2 separate regions of the Mus musculus genome follow, and region 2 is linked to region 1. Evidence: chromatin contacts called from public ChIA-PET data. All regions are on one chromosome and are shown on one strand. The core of a region is the stretch at or near the end of the contact, and the rest is flanking DNA. Distances in the headings are between cores, read along the strand shown.

Evidence for each region. ChIA-PET counts read pairs in DNA pulled down with a chosen protein or histone mark.
Region 2: a contact with region 1 is called in an H3K27ac ChIA-PET map of liver, with 3 times the contacts expected there. The contact joins two enhancer-like sites. A contact is called at or near these places in 17 of 484 Hi-C or Micro-C datasets (beige adipocytes, bone marrow-derived macrophages, cerebellar granule neurons and 11 more) and 3 of 115 datasets of contacts at active chromatin or transcription factors (embryonic stem cells, heart atrium and liver).

The regions. Positions count from the first base shown.
Region 1 is chr9:122,027,605-122,035,563 of GRCm38.p6, forward strand. Gm39465 (a long non-coding RNA gene) reads right to left here. Exons shown (of 2, transcript XR_871391.2): 2 at 1,905-2,957. Among named protein-coding and RNA genes, the nearest start is that of Gm39464, 15 kb to the right of the region's middle. Within about 2 kb of position 4,652, at least 12 of the 459 cell types and tissues checked have an H3K27ac peak or open chromatin away from gene starts, as enhancers often do. A contact at or near this core is called in liver, where this site is marked.
Region 2 is chr9:122,126,886-122,134,844 of GRCm38.p6, forward strand. Snrk (SNF related kinase) reads left to right here. Exons shown (of 8, transcript NM_001357775.1): 2 at 5,008-5,057; 3 at 5,743-5,865. Among named protein-coding and RNA genes, the nearest start is that of Snrk, 14 kb to the left of the region's middle. Within about 2 kb of position 4,421, at least 27 of the 459 cell types and tissues checked have an H3K27ac peak or open chromatin away from gene starts, as enhancers often do. A contact at or near this core is called in liver, where this site is marked.

The DNA.
Region 1 (7,959 bases), core at 3,402-5,901:
GTCCAGGCACAGAACTGGCAGTTCACCAACTGCATGTTCACCCCTGTTTACTACTCAGAGTTATCCTTAGGGGCCTGGAGAGGCCAGATACCATTATTGCCTTCCAGCCAGCATGCAGCTTGGGGAATGACTTACACAGGGCTAAATGTGAATCGTGAGTGGAGTGGAATCCAGATCTCTGGATCCTGGTGCAGCCCTGCACCCTCTCCAGGGACAGGAGAGAAGGAGGGAGACTGCATGTTCTGCACGTAGCCTAACCCCAGGATGCCCTCTTCCTTTGGCTTATGCTTGCTGAGGACAGGAACAGCAGTAGACACACAGATTGTCTAACCAGTCACTTGGGCAATAATGTGACTTAAGTTCAAGGCAGAAGTCTCCTTTCATGGACCTGACTGGTGTTGCCCAGGTGGCTACTGTTAGTTCACGTTGGGGGCTAAGTATAGCTCATGGCACCCTAAGCCAGCTCCTGGTTTGAGTGTACACTTGGGTGTTTCTGGCCTAGGGACAGATGTTGGGCTCAAGCTGTCTCAAAATATCTCTGAGCTACTGTTTCTAGACAAATGTCACCAGCTGAGACCATGGTCCAGCCAGCACTTCTTAGGTATGTAGACACAAATACTCTGGAGAGACGGGGCTTGTCCGACTCACAAGGAGATCTCTAAGCTGTGGGGATGATGCCTGAGGTAAAGGCTGTGGAAAGACAAGGGGACTCACGTCCTTCAGATGTTGGCTTTGGGGAGAGCTCACCTGCATCTCTGTTTATTGCCCAGTCACCTTGCCAGAGCCTTTCATGTCCTGATGCTAGGGTAATGGCCTGCTATCTGCCCAGAAAGTTTATGGCTGAGCTGGAATGTGAACTTGTGTCTAGCTGGATCCCAAGGGTGGCTACTTTCCAGAACATTCCCACAGATGCAAATGGGGGTGGGGTGAGAGACAAGCTCAGAAGCATAGAGGAAAAGGAGAGGCGGAGGCTCAGGAAATCCTGACCATGTACACGTACTATCTGCACGGACTCAAAGCTATTTTAAGGCCAAGGCCAGGATGTAGCCCAGAACGGGTCTGACGTTTGCTTTTGTTGTTGGCTTTTAAAACACTTTTCATTCGTTCGTGTGTGTGTGTGTGTGTGTGTGTGTATACATGAATGCACCCAAATGTAGAGGCCAGAGATCAGCCTTACGGATCTTCAATCATGCTCCACCTTATTTTTTGAGACAGGGTGTCTCATTGAACCTGGAGTTCGCTGGTTCCATGGACAGGTGGCAGCTAAGTCCTCTGGATCCTCTTGTCTCCACCTTTCCGTGGCACTATGATGATATAGTACTGATTCAGCACCCAGCTTTCTACGTGGATGTTGGCAATCCAAACTCAGGGCCTTATGCTGACGCAGCAGGTCCTCTTCTGATGAGCCATCCCCACGGCCCATAAAATACACTTTTCCTCATCCATCAGAGCCCTGGTGAAAATGGTATCCTCCTAAATAAAGGCTTTGACAAAACAAACAAGCAAACAAACAAACAACACCTCAGGTACAGGAACAAACACATTTCAGGCCTGGTGGCCAGAAGCCTCCTGTCCTGAGAGTCACAATGTTCCTGCTCACCTGCTGCTTCCTTTTAATGTGCAGGCTGGAGAAAGTTCCAGACAGAGGGGGAGGCCAAGCAGGTGAAGAAGGAAGGTAGGCACAGCAGAAGTCGGTATAATAAGGACCTACAGAGTTGGTAGATCTGATATGACTCCTCCTTAAATCCTGTAGGCCCCTTCTGCAAGGTGAAATTCATGGAAGGTTCTGGAACCCTGTGTGTACTTTGGAACATGAGACTTCCAACTCCAAATCCCTTTAAGGAAGTCCCACCCTCAGAAGCAGATCTGAGAATGCCCACAGACTACAATGTCACTCTTGGCTCTGCCATGTTGGAAAACCCGAGACAAATGGTTTAATATTTCTCTGTGTTTGTTTTCTAATCAAAAAAGAATGTGATAATATAGGCTACCCTGTAGGGCTGTGGAGGGTGTAAAGAGACACGTGTTAGTGACTGATGGCAGTCCTGAGGCACGTAGACAACCAAGGGCTCCTCACTGAAGTTTTCAGACAAAACACCGAGGCTGAGAGGGGTCTTTGCCCAAGATGGCCGACTTGGGGACGAGGAATTTGAATTCTTCCTGGGCCTGACTCTGAAGTACACCGTCAGAGCCGTTCATTCTGCACTTTGTTCCTGAAGTGCATCAGACCCAAATCCTTATCCTCATACATTCTGGGCAGTTTGGTAATGAAAGCACAATCTTGGCAGGACCTGGGGCACTGGCCCATGCTCACTCAGGACACCAGAGGATGGGTGCTTCATGTTACTCATAAGCCCAGCTGATGGCCTGTGGGAGTAGCCAGAGCACTGAAAAGCAGAGAAAGACAGAAGAGAGGACTTGGGGTCCAGGGCCTGGCAGGAAGGGACTCGTTCCAGCAGAGAAATGTCTGTAGCTTTGTCGTGGCCTTTGAGTTATTTTCCAGGAAAGCATGCCCTCGATACGGTGGTGGGTGGACGGGAGGCACAGGGGAAGAACACCTGCTCAGGTGCCTGAGATCCCATTTTTATCTCCAACGTAACCCTAAGAAAGGATAATGAATATGTATTTCCAAGTCTTCCCTATAACTCATTCCGTGTCCTCCTCTCTGTGACCCACAGCTAGGAGCTAGCATGCACTCCATGGGTTCCTGTTTCCTTCTGGCTTTCGAGTCTGTCCACACAGATGTTAGTCTGTCCAACTCTCTCATTATCTTCAGAAAGACAACAGGAGCCAGGAATCTTCTTTTGGTCCTTAGCAAGCTTGCTTTTGCTTCTGACAGGACCTCACTGTTACCTCTGCCCCAGATGGGGACTGGGGATCGCTGCACAGTGGGTCAACTCCGGAGTAAGGTCAGCAGGTGCTCTTGAAAGGTGGTGGGCACCAGCCATGCACATGACCTAAATGCAGAGCAGGTCTGCTTTGAGATAGGCATGAGTTAGACTTCTCCATATGTTCTCATATCTTCTAGGTGTATCTTTCCAAGGTCTCCTTGGAACAGACTCCTGCCCTCAACTGAGACCAAGATGGAGACTCCAGGGAGGTGGCCAGAGCCCATCAGTATTGATGGGCCAAACAAGCCCATTCTTAAGGAATTTCCCATCACTTCCACCCAGAGCAGAAGGAAAACCAACTCTGGCCATCAGAGGAGTGAAGGGGGGTAATAGTAAACAGGAGGGGAAAGAAGCTGCTGCTTCTGTTGCCATGGAAACATTGGAGCAAGGGAGAGGGGGGTCGAAGGAAGGTGCAAACAGAGCTTGCCATTGGCTCCTCTAGGCCAGTGTTGCCGAACCCAGACTGCCTGTTAGAGACACTGGGGAGCTTTGTGAAAACAGACTCCCAGGCCCCATCCTCCACCTTTGCTTCGGCTGCTTTGTAAAATCTCTAAAGTCGGACATAGAGAGAGATAGCTCTGTTTGTAAGGTGCGTGCTCACTCATCATGTAAGTATGAGGGCCTGAATCCCATCCTGAGGAGACACATGAAAAGCTGAGCACTTTGAAACCCCAGCACTGGGGAAGCAGAGACAAGCGAGTGCTTGAGGCTCACTGGCTGGCTAGCCTAGGCTGCTTGTTGAGTTCCAGGCCAGTGAGAGATCCTGTCTCAAAGAAGAGGTGGCGGTGTCTGAGGAAAGACACTTGAAGCTGTCCTTTGGCTCCCATATGCATAAACATATATGCACACATGCATCCACATACATGTGCACTCACACACACACACAATCCATTCAAAGGCTCATTTCAACATGTACGTCAATTTACCAGAGAGCCTTCGAAAATGCAGTTTCTAATTCAACAATCCCAGGACCACATGTAGGAATATGCATTAATAACTGATTTCCCATGATGCCTCTGGCTCCAGAGACATATTTTGAGAAGCTAGATGTTAAGCTGTACAATTCAACATCTGAGATATAATCAAGAGAGCTGAGGCACAGAGCTAGGAAAACCTAGGGCGGCCATGGCATTTGAGAAATGGCTAGACGGAGCTCCTCCACACTGTCTCCTCAACCCTGGTGTACAAGTGGGCATAGTCACTTCTTACACACAATAGTCTATGTCTGGCCAATGAGGTGCTCAGGTTCATGACCACTGTCACAGTTAAAGAAGACCTGCACTTTCTGAATGATTAGCCACAGGTTCTGATGGAGTCCAGGAAAATTATTTGGACTCTATAGCACTCACAGGATGAAACAGCCCCCTACCTCTGAGGCCTCCCACCTGTACCAGCCAGGATCTGAGTAGACCTAAGGAAGGAAGAAAGCAGACATTTATCCCAGAATGGCAGAGGAAGACACCAGACCCCAGTGGCATGTAGCCTCCCTGTGACCTAAGCTCGGTTGCAGAGTCATGAGCCACCAAAAGCTCACAGCTCTCATCTCAGACAAGATAATTCCCTAGAAGCTGCAGTTACACTCAGTTCTGGGCCTGTAGGTGCTGCTGTTCCTAGAGCATGAGTCCCCTCTCTCCTGAGGTGAGGTCATGTGGAGTCAAGGTGATTAGTCCAGTTCAAATGACCTTTCATCGTGTGGGTCAGGTGCCAACCATGGGCAAGGCTTCTTTGGGTGACCTTTCACCCACCTAGCTAGTGTCCTCCGAGTACACAGCCAGGCCAGGCAGGCAGCACAGTGGCAGGTCTGGTCACACCCCAGGATCTGGCTCTGGTAAAGCCTTGGCAGTCACAGCAATATTCCAGGCAAACTGAGGAGCAGGTGGCTTCGTTCACCTGGTGTGGGGCTCAGTGGTCCCTGCCAAGTCCCACTGGTCCCTCACCACCTATCCTGGGCTGTACTAAGGAGACTGTTGGTCCTTTGTTAGGTCCCTAGGAATCACCCTATTGACAAAGACTCAAGACACGGAGGAAGAGGCTATGGGGTGGGATTTTTCAGACCTGTCAAACTTGTGGCATTTGTTTGCCACAGACCCTGGAGGAAGTCCCTGCAAACAGCCAAGCCAACACCTAGATGCTGAAAACAAACTGAAACATGACTGTAGAGCCTTTCATGTGTATCTTAACTCCACATATTTGGGGTCTCCAGCCCCAGGGAGAAGAGTATGCCAAGCTACAGTACTCTGACCCATGACAGGTCATGGAGGACCCAGCTGTGGTGCTAGCAGGCAGAGAGCCAGTCCCCAGAGAGTCACCACACTGTATTCTGTCCTTGTTCAGAAAGAGCTGTCCCCATTTATGTCTTAAACTCCCAGAAATCTGTCCTAGGACAAATCCCCAGGGGATGCTTACGCTTGGAGACCATCCTGTCACCAAGCAGGTAAGCAGAACCGATTTGGGGGAATGACATGAAGGTAAGACTGTGGCTTTGGAGCCACACTGTCTGGGCACACATCTTGACCACACCCTTGTCAAGGTGAAGTGACCTTCATCTTGGTATCGCTTAACTTCACCGTGCTTCAGTTTCCCTGTGGGAGGAATAAAAATAGCAGGTCCTAGGATGGTTGTGAGGATCAATGGATTGATGCAATGGAAATCCTTAAAACAGGCCCTTCCCGCCGGGCGTGGTGGCGCACACCTTTAATCCCAGCACTTGGGAGGCAGAGGCAGGCAGATTTCTGAGTTCAAGGCCAGCCTGGTCTACAAAGTGAGTTCCAGGACAGACAGGGCTATACAGAGAAACCCTGTCTCAAAAAAACAAAAAACAAAAAAACAAAAAAACAAAAAAACAAAAAAACAAAAAAACAAACCAAACAACAACAAAAAAACAGGCCCTTCCCATTGTCACCCCACCTCACGTCAGAGGAGACCCCACTTCTCCAAGACACCACTCCACCCTTCCTGGCTGTTGGCACTGGGGAGCTGTATGGTTCTCCTGTGAGTCTGTCTGGGAACCCCCTCCCTGGCCACATGTCTACCCTTGGTGACCTTGCAGTTCCACATACCAATGCTTTGTTTTATAACAAATTTATATCTCAACCCAGCTTCTCTCCAAACCCCAGCTGGGCCTTCTCAACAACCTCTTTGGTTATATACCACCTTTAACTTGGTATTTTAGAGCTGGTTTCTGCTCTGTTTCCCCAAGTTCATTCTATCTCACTGAAAGCTGTTTCTCCAGCCTCAGGATGCTGGAGATAAAGTTCTGAGTGATAAAGTTCTGAGTGGTTCCTGGTTTTTCTCTCTTGGCTCTTACTCTCCCCAGGAGAGCCCTGTGGGTTTGCCTGTAACTGTGGCTGATGGTCTATGACCAACAACACGTTATTCTGCTGATTTGTTGAGTTCAATATGATGCAAAAACAGTACATTCCAGAAGAAACCATACTTTATATTTTGAATTTAAACTTTTTTCCTGAACTACCTGTAACATGGCATCAAGTGTTCTCTCACGATGCTGGTCAGCAATCAGAAGCTCCCTGGAAGCCATATGATCATGAGGAGGGGAACCAATGTTGCCCAATACACTGTATCCCTGAGTTAGAACACTCCAGAGATCAGGTGTATAACTTGCATTTTGAACACCAGATATTTCCAGTATACAGCAACTTTGTTGCAAGTGAAGACTCTACCCTCTCTCCCTCCTATGATATCTTCTTGCTCAGGCAGCCATCACCCAGGTTATAACAATGACCTCCAATCAGATCCCCTGCTCCCATCTTTTCTTGCCTGTGGTTGATTCAAGTCAATATATTGCAGCTTAGCTGGAACTGCCCAGTACTTGCATTCTCAGAGAAAAACTGAATTCTGTCACTAGCACTCAGGCCCTGCAGCCCTTGTCTTATCTCTGACCCCACCTCCATCCTGCCCCCAGGATACTCCAGGGATTTCACACATAATGCCCCCCCTTCCTGGAGCCTCCTCCCCAATCTTTAGGTGTCTCCATTCTTTCTGCTGTTTGGTGGTCCCTGGCCTCGACACAACCTACGGCCAGACCAATGCCTGGAAGTTCTTGTCTGTGTTGTCTCCTTGGGGTTTATCTATAACTCCCCTGCTACTGTTCTAAGTCCCCAGCCCACAGAACGGTAGCTGGACAGACGCAAGCATGGGAGTCTTGACCCAGGTACACACTGCTCCATCCTCGGCCCCCAGAAAGGTACATTAAAGACACATTCAACAGCAGATGTCAAAGGAGCGAGTGGGTCTGAAGACTGAGCGGACTGACGGAGCGCCTGTGAGTCTGCACAAGACACAAGACACATCCAGAGACTGTTTGTCCTGATCGTCACTCAATACCTTACCTGTTCCATGTGCTGACAGCCAGAGCTCCTTTCAATGGGTCTGAAAACATTCTTGCTGTGTTGCAGCTACAGATTGAGTGTACTTTAACAGGAAGGCTCTAGGTATACACACACCCCCACTACACACTCATACCACACACACACACTCACACCATATCACACACTCACACACTCACATCCACACACTCACACCATATCACACACTCACATCCACATACTCACACCATATCACACACCCACACACTCACATCCACACACTCACACCATATCACACATCCACACACTCACATCCACACACTCACACCATATCATACACTCACATACACCACACACACTCACACCACATGCTCACACCCACAACTCACATCACACCACACCTCCACATCCCACACCCCACTCCACACTCACCACACACTCACACCCACATACTCATACCACACACAAACACACATACTCATACCACACACACAAACACACACATACCACACACAAATACAACGCTCCACCTTATACATATTCACACCACACACATTCACACACACCACACACACACACACAAACATACACCCTCACACCTCCACACACTCACATACACACACAGAGGAAGGCTCTAGGTATGTATGCACACCACACCCACATACCACATATACTCACCACACCACACCACACCACACCACACCACACCACACCACACCACACCACACCACACCACACATACA
Region 2 (7,959 bases), core at 3,171-5,670, 99 kb after region 1:
ATATAATTATAGGCATTGCGGGGGTGGGGGGTACCCTGTTGTGGGGAAATAAAGGGGTAGGAGAGATGACCCGTGTCCCGCCAGAGCTCCGGGCGGGATGGAAGCAGGGGACTGCTGCACGCTCAGCTGGGTGGGCGCCTGGCTGTGAGAAGCCACGGAACCCCAGTCTGTGGGGGGTGAGGGGTGAGGGGGGGTAGTAGGGAGTGAGGGGGTGGGGGGGTGAGGGGGGTGGGAGAGGGAGCAATCTGGGGTCCTTGGGCCACACAGAGTCCAGAGATGACAATTTCTAGCTCTTGGACACTGCAGAAAAGCTCAGAATGAAGTGGGGGACCTGGGGGTGGCTCAGTCAGCCCCAGTGCAGAAGGGAGAAGGGGCAGGGATAGAAGGCTCACTGGGTGGTTCCCACACTGGCGAGAGAGTCTGGCTAGCTCAGGCTGCTAGCTCAGTGCACTGCTTGGGTTGGCTGGCGGCTCTTTAGGGGGAAGCCTGCTCCATTGCTCCAGCATGGCAGATCTCAGTGAACAGAGATGGTCCATGGTTTTACTGTGTTTATTGTAGAAAGGCAGAGAGGGAGAAGAGTAGGGAAGTAGAAGCCATGGCCACTGGAGAGAGGGGAGAGGAGAGGAGGAGAAGGAGGCTAAAGGTGACAGTGAGAGCAAGAGCTTAAGGGAGAGAGGAGGGGCCAAGCATCAGCTTTTATAGTGGGCTGGGCTACCTTGCTGTTGCAGGGTAACTGTGGGAAGGAGCATACCTGGCTATAGCCTAAGTGACTGATAGCCACAGAATGATGGAGCTGGGTCCTCATGTCAGGAGCCTATGTCTGGGAGCATGGCAAATGGGCCTTCTGTCCCTTGCAGATTAATCTGTTGGGTTTCTGGGATTTGAACCTAACTCGACCAGAAAACAGGTTGCCTTTCATGGTCCCACAAGGCACCTTTCTTTCCAAAGTCCTTAGATTTGAGGATGTAACTCTGCCTGTTAGGACATTTCTAATAGGAGTTATTGGCTTACCTCTTAATTTTAATGCCACAGTGAGTCTGTCCAGTGAGTGCAGGCTGATACAGTTATAATAAACCCATAGTAATTTTTAGCACACCCTTCTCCAGTACAGAACTCTAGTTCTTCCAAAACTTAGGGCCTGTTGACCTGTTGTGGGTGTTGGTCTTTAATTTACATGGTTACTCCCAGAAGGAGGAGACACACCGGAGTATTGCTAATTTTGGATAAAGAGAACACTAGAAAATACGTAATAGGGCTGTGTTCACTGTACCTGACCTGTGGTTCCTGATATTACTGGAGGATCTCATTAGGGTCTTCTGGGACCCTGTATCACTTTTGTTGATAAAGTTTTAGCAAAACCCAGCAGCTCACTTTGGTAATCATCACTGAGTGTTGGCTGCATCACTGAATTCAGTTGGCTCTTTACAGGCGTGGCTTCCAGTCTGGTGGTCGGATGTTCCTATGATTATGGATTATCACTTTAATTTTTTTGATATTTGTAAAAAAATCAATGCCAGTTAGTTTGTATGGAAAAGGTTAAATCCAGTGTTAGGTCAGCTTTTCAAAATCAGAGCCTTGGGTTGTGTGTGTATGTGAAGAACTACTGGCCTAGTTTGCTTTGTTTTGGGGTTTTCTGTGTATTGGGATATTGATTGATTCATTTGGGGAAATGTTATTTTCTAAACAAAGTGTCGATAGGCTTAGGGGTAGCTTGATTTTTACACACAGCCAGTTTTGTTTGATTTCTCAGCAAGCTGTGAGTTTGTTCAGAGTTGTGTGCAGTGACATCTTTGATCACTTCTCCTGGGGGAGAAGAGTTGCAGGATACATGTTTGACAAACAGACCCCACTGCAGCGGTGGTGATGTGACCAAAAAGTTCAAAGTGAGTTTCAGCAGGAGTAACAGTGGCTTCCAGACCCACGGTAGAGGTAGCAGAGGCTGCTTCTACTACTGTTGCAGCAGCTTGCAAAGTGTGTAGGGCCACCCACACTTCCTTCCTCTTCTTCAGCCACACCTCTATGCTTAGTCGCTTCTGCCTGCTTGAACTGAGAGAACATTAGTATATTCTTATAACACCTACCACTACTCGTTTCTTGAACTGCCGTTTCCATGTACCAAACACTGTTGGCCTAGTTAGTCTGCTTCACTTCAAGTCTAGCCTAGGTATTAAACTGCTAAGTCTGTGCCATGCAAGAAGGCTGCTTTAAAGTGGCTGGTCTTAGTGATGCTTGCTGTTCAGAAAGATGCCAGCTCAGTAATGCAGTTGTTTAAAATGTTTGTTCTACAAAGACAGGAAAAAGTAGTCATTGTACTTAAGGTATCTGCTTTTTAACGGTGAATGTCAGGTTTGGAACCATCCTCCAAGATTGCAGGTGAGTGTTTACTAGTCCAGGTTTGCATTTTCCAAACTTGATGAAGTAAATTATTAGTGTATTTAATTTGTTGTGTGTTTCTGCCAGTTTATTTTAAAATTTGTACCTGGCTGTGTCCCCAGAGGACAGCGTCAAAGCTCTCTGTTTGGTTTATTACCAGAGGGGAGATACAGATGACTTTTCTCTTACTATGTCCCCACTCTTTTTGCCAACATGTTCTGATTAAACTTTTTCTGAAACTAAACATGTTTTTTCACAGTTGAAATTCTAATTATGGACAAAGGCAGGTGCTACAGACCAGGGGTTGAGTGGTGAACAGAGCTGGATAAAGTTGAGACCACCGTAGGTAGCTAAGAGTGCGGATGTCCTCCCAGCACCGTGGCCACTCCTTTACTCTCGAGGTTAAAGTTTTCCATTCTATACGTTCAGATTTGCTATGAGTATATTACTTAAGATGGCGTGATGATGTAGTCTTGTAATCTTGGCATGTGGGAGACTGAGGCAGGAAGATCTGGAGTGGAGGCCAGCCTGGGCTACATAGTGATACTAAGTCAAACATTGCAGCAGGGAAGCAAGTACTTACATTTCTTTAAAAGGCATTTTATTGAAAATCAGATTTTAGCCAAGGAGTGGTGGTACACACGTTTAATCCCAGCACTCAGGAGGCAGATAGACCTCTAAGTTTAAGGCCAGTCTACAGAGCAGGACTACATAGTGAGACCCCCATCTCAAAAACAAAGAAACAACAACAGCAACAACAAAAAAGAAAAGAAAAAGAAAATCAGATTTTAGTGTTGTTAGACATATTATTTTCTGTATCCCAAGATCTTTCTTATTGCTAGTTTTTCAGTTTGATGTGTTAGGGACGCAAGAACCTAGTTCAGTGAGCTCTTCGCTTGATGTAGACAAGCAGCCAGGAGGAACAGCAGGAATGCGGCAGCACAAACAAGGTTGTGGGCGGTGTGTTTTCTGATCACAAATATTGTAGTCATATAGCGTATTTGATCTCTACTATTCTTAACCTACAGAAAAGATTTGTTTCTATTGCCTTTGAGTGTGCACATGCACGTGTGTGAGTTGCACATGTGTGTGCACTGCACATGATGAGTGCAGGTGCCACAGAGAGCTGAAGTTTCAGATGGTTTCTGAGTTGCAGGTGTTTGTGAGCCATCTGAGGTGAAATGTTGGGAATGGAGCTTAGGTAAGAGCATTGCAAGAGCGGTAAGAGTGCTGCCCTGCTGAGCCATCTCTCCATCCCCCTCCACAGCCTTTAGAGTCTGTGTGTTTGACTTAGTTTGTCTGGGGATGAAATATAGTGGCATTTTATATAAACCAGGCTGGCTTCAGACTCTTGATCCTTCTTACTCTGCCCTTTGAGTGCTAGGCTTACCGGCAGGGCTGTGTTCTTGTTAGTAACATGTCTACTGAGGGAGCTGACTGTACAGTAAGGTCAGGTAACTTGCTGAGGACCTGTGGCTTGTGATTGATGGTCTGGACTCATATGAAGGATAGCTTTCAGAACCAGTGCTTAACTACCATGCTGCCTTGATAGAGAAACTGCAGGAATGGCTGTTGGAGAGAGAAGCAGGCAGGGCTAGTGGGAGGAGCTGCTAAGGCCCACTTGGGGCTGAAGGGTCTGGCAGGCAGGCAGGCTGGCTGGTAAGCTGCAGTTTACCCGCCAGTGAATGGGAGACTGTGCGAATGGCTGTGGGGTCCTCTTGGCTCTCACTCCAGCAGACTTGCCTTTCTCTCCACACGTCATCTTTTGTGTCTGCTCTCCCACACCTTGTACTTTCTTTCAAGCACACCTGAACTTAGGCTCACTGACTGCCCAGACACTCAGCACCTTTAGTGGGACTGTGAGTTGCTTTGACCTACCAGAATTACTCAAGCCTTTTGCTTATTTGTGTTGTGTTTCAGGTTGGTGGAAAGCCTATAAGCCCACTTTGGAAAGGACTCCTTACTGTGCTCGGGATGGGAAACAGTGCAGCTGCTTTGCTCATAGTGACAGTTTTGTTTACTCTTTGGTGGCAGACATGAAGGTGTTTCGTGTGCTGCCTGTTGCTGGCATCACAATGCATTTCTGCCTTGCTTAGGAGTGTCTTATGCGGGTTCCTCTCCTCTGCTGCTGTAGTGGGAGCTTGGTGAACTTGTCCAGGGGTATAGGCAGGCCGAGCAGGATCCTAGTCAGAGATAAATCAGACAAGTTGAGCTTCATTATTCATTCTTTGCTGGTGCACAGTTAGGATTCAGCAGATGCAGGTTCAGGGCCTATTACCTAGGAGGTCTTTAGAAAATGGCAGGTGTTCTTGGGGTTCATTGCAACTATTTTTTTAAAAGCTGTGATTCGGGCTGGGGCTGGAGCTGGGGCTGGGGCTGAGACTGGAACTGGGACTGGGACTTAGTGACAGAAAACTTGCCTAGCATGAGCAAAGCCCTGGCTTCAGTCTCTTGCAGTGGCAGGGAAAGGGGAATAGTAATTAATAGAGGGAAGAAAGATAATAGGAGGAGACAGGTCACCAAGGACAGATTTGCAGTTTGCAGGTTTGTCTTGTCCTAGAATATGTAGTTTTACTTTAAACAAAATTGAAACAAATAGAATGCACTGAAATCATTTTCTGTATTTTCCTTTAGGAGAAACAACAAATACTGGTAACAGAGTGATTTGGTATGCTGTTTGCAAGGTACGTCCTCGAGCCAGTACAGACACACCTGCACCTCTCCCAGTCACCTCTCAACATTAGCATATATGGGCAGGACAGAGCCACTGAGAGCCTCAGAGAGGGAGCAACAATTTATAATACTGCGTATTTATATATTTTTATACACACGCACACACACACACATATATATATAATGTATATGTATATGTATGTACATGCATGCTGCGTGTATATGTGGAGGCCAAAGGTTATCGTTGTATCTTCCTTGATCATTATCCAACTGATCCCACCCCCAATTTAAACACTCATTTATTTACTTTCTGTGTGCGCCTTCCACAGCTGTCTCTTGTGAAGGTCAGAGGACAATTTCTGGGTTCTAAAGATAGGGTTCGGGTTGTCAAGTGAGGACCTTTACCCCTAAGCCATCTCCCTGGCTCTCCCCGCCTCATTGAACCTGGAACTCATTGACCTGGCTGGGCCAGCTAGTGAGCATGAGCTCAGGGACTGCCTGCCATCGTGCTCCCCACCCCCACACTCCCCAGGTTTTGCACTTGAGGTTACAAATATGGGTCGTGGGGATTTCTCTCAGGTTCTTCTGTTTGTGTGGACAACATTTTAACCCACTGAGCCATTTTCTTAGTCTCAGGCTTAACTTTAACAATCCCTAGATTGATTTATCTAATTTGATCTATTTGCCACTTTCCAGAATGCATCTTAACAGAAATACAGAGGAAAAGAATAAAGACGAGAAAATGGCGTAGGCAGTCCCAAGAAATGTTTTGAAGGTGAAAGTTGAATTTGCAAAAATATGCAGCATATACTTAGACAGGTAAGAACAGCTGAACACACGGAGTCAATTGAGGATTGAGATTAGACAGTCTCTAGCCAAATATATATGAATTAAAGTTTCTTTAGGGGACCTGATGTCCAAACACAGAAACACTTTTCAATTTAGATTTCCCTGCTTATACTGGTCAGTTATTACCTCAGGTGGACCAGGATAATACATAGTACAGAAGAAGTTGGTTCTTTCTAACAATTTTATTATATACTAGTCTATTTCTTTTTTTTTGAGAAAATTATGGGGTTGTAGAAATGGCTCAGCAGTTAAGAGCACTGGCTTCTCTTCCAGAGATTTCTGAGTTCAATTCCCAGCATCCATATGGTAGCTTACAGCCATCTCTAATGGGATCCAGTGTTGCCTTCTGGCATGCAGGTGTACATGCAGATAGAGCACTCTTATACGTAGAATATATTAAAAATATTTTATTTTGTGTGTCTGTATCTGTGTCTATATCTGTGTTTGTGCTCCTGAGTACAGGTACCCAGAGGGATGTCAGATACCCTGGGACTGGAATTAACATTGGTTTTGGGAACTGAACCCAAGTCCTCTGTAAGAGCAGTAAGCACTCTTAACTGCTGAGCCATTTCTCAAGCTCTTATATGGTTTATTAATTAAAAATTTTAGTAAAAATCAACTCATTCGGTTTTGGTTCTCAAGTCAGTTTGTAGAGAAACAGCAGAACAGGTTGTTTTAAAGCACTGACAGGTGTCCTGTGCCTGGGGCTGACTCCAGCTTCTCGACTGCCTTGCGGTCTTCATATCTCTCAGAATGTGCTGAGTAGCTGTGAAAACTGGGAAAGGGTGGTGAAGCTGGATATGTGACATGTACAGTGCTCATTCAGAAGTCAGTGCTAAGTGTAATCACAGTGCCTTCTAAAGTATGGAACATGCTAGTTGGAAAATGCTATTGTTGGCCTGTTTAAGTTTATTGTCTGTCAGTTTTTGAGGTAAGGTGGCCCTAAGTAAGTGATTTCAGTAATTTTTGAAGCAGTGTTAATATGATAATGTATCACTTTCATAATCGCATTTTGACTCTTACTATATTAGATATCAAATGTGATGTTACTGGAGTGGTCAGATCTTCAAGAGTGGGCTCTGGAGGATGAGGATGTAGCTCAGTGGTAGAGCTTGCCTAATGCAAGACTTGGGCTTGATCTCCAGTTGGGCTCTGAAGTCTGATTTATATTGAATTTTAGCTTTAATACCAATCACATGTATGCAGTTTCCTTGGCTTTAAGATGAGACAGTCTGACCTCAGGAACCTGTGACAGAGTACAGTCCCACTTCCACGAGTGCCTGTGGAAAGATTTCAGTAAGTTTGGGCTTTTCTTCTGATCTTTGAAATAACGTGCTCTAATGCTTTAATGCTCACTGTCCTAGTGTGCTTAAGATTTAGTTGGAGGTTATGTGTACCTCCATCATTAAACAGCACAGGTAGTGTGTCTGCTTTTAGAGCACACAGCTGGGACTATGAGAGAAGGCATCACCAAAGTAGTGTGCATGTGTGACAACTTGTCTGGGAGGTATGCATGTTTGTCACTGATTCTGGTACTCATTTCTAAAGTGTTTGTTCAGTTTGTGAGATTTAAAGTGCTATTTTAACTTGTGTAATTTTATATATTTCGTTTTTTTTCTGAGTTAACATTTATAAGAACATATTTCTGTCATGTTTGTTATTATAAAGGTTGAAATTTTTAAGTATGATATGAAATTTGGCTTCTAAAACCAAAGAATCTGAGACTTAGCTGGTCTGTAAGAGTGAATGCTTATATACTCTGGGACAGTGAGCGGCCATAGTGGATTATGTGTGAGTTAGAAAAGCTCATAATAGGCATTAAGAGTGAGCAACCTCCAGCCAGAATATTGAGTGCTTGCTGTGTTCAAGGATGCCTAACCCATGATGTCAGGAAGCGGATAGTTGCTTGGGGAATAAGTTTCACTTCAGAAGTAGTAAGAGTTTTAGTTATATATCCTCTTTGTGTCAGTATTGGCTTAGATTTGAGGCTGTGACAGAATGGTCTTCAGGAACCTTTAGATACTCACAGATCACATGGCATCATTCAGAGATGCAGGGAGAGAA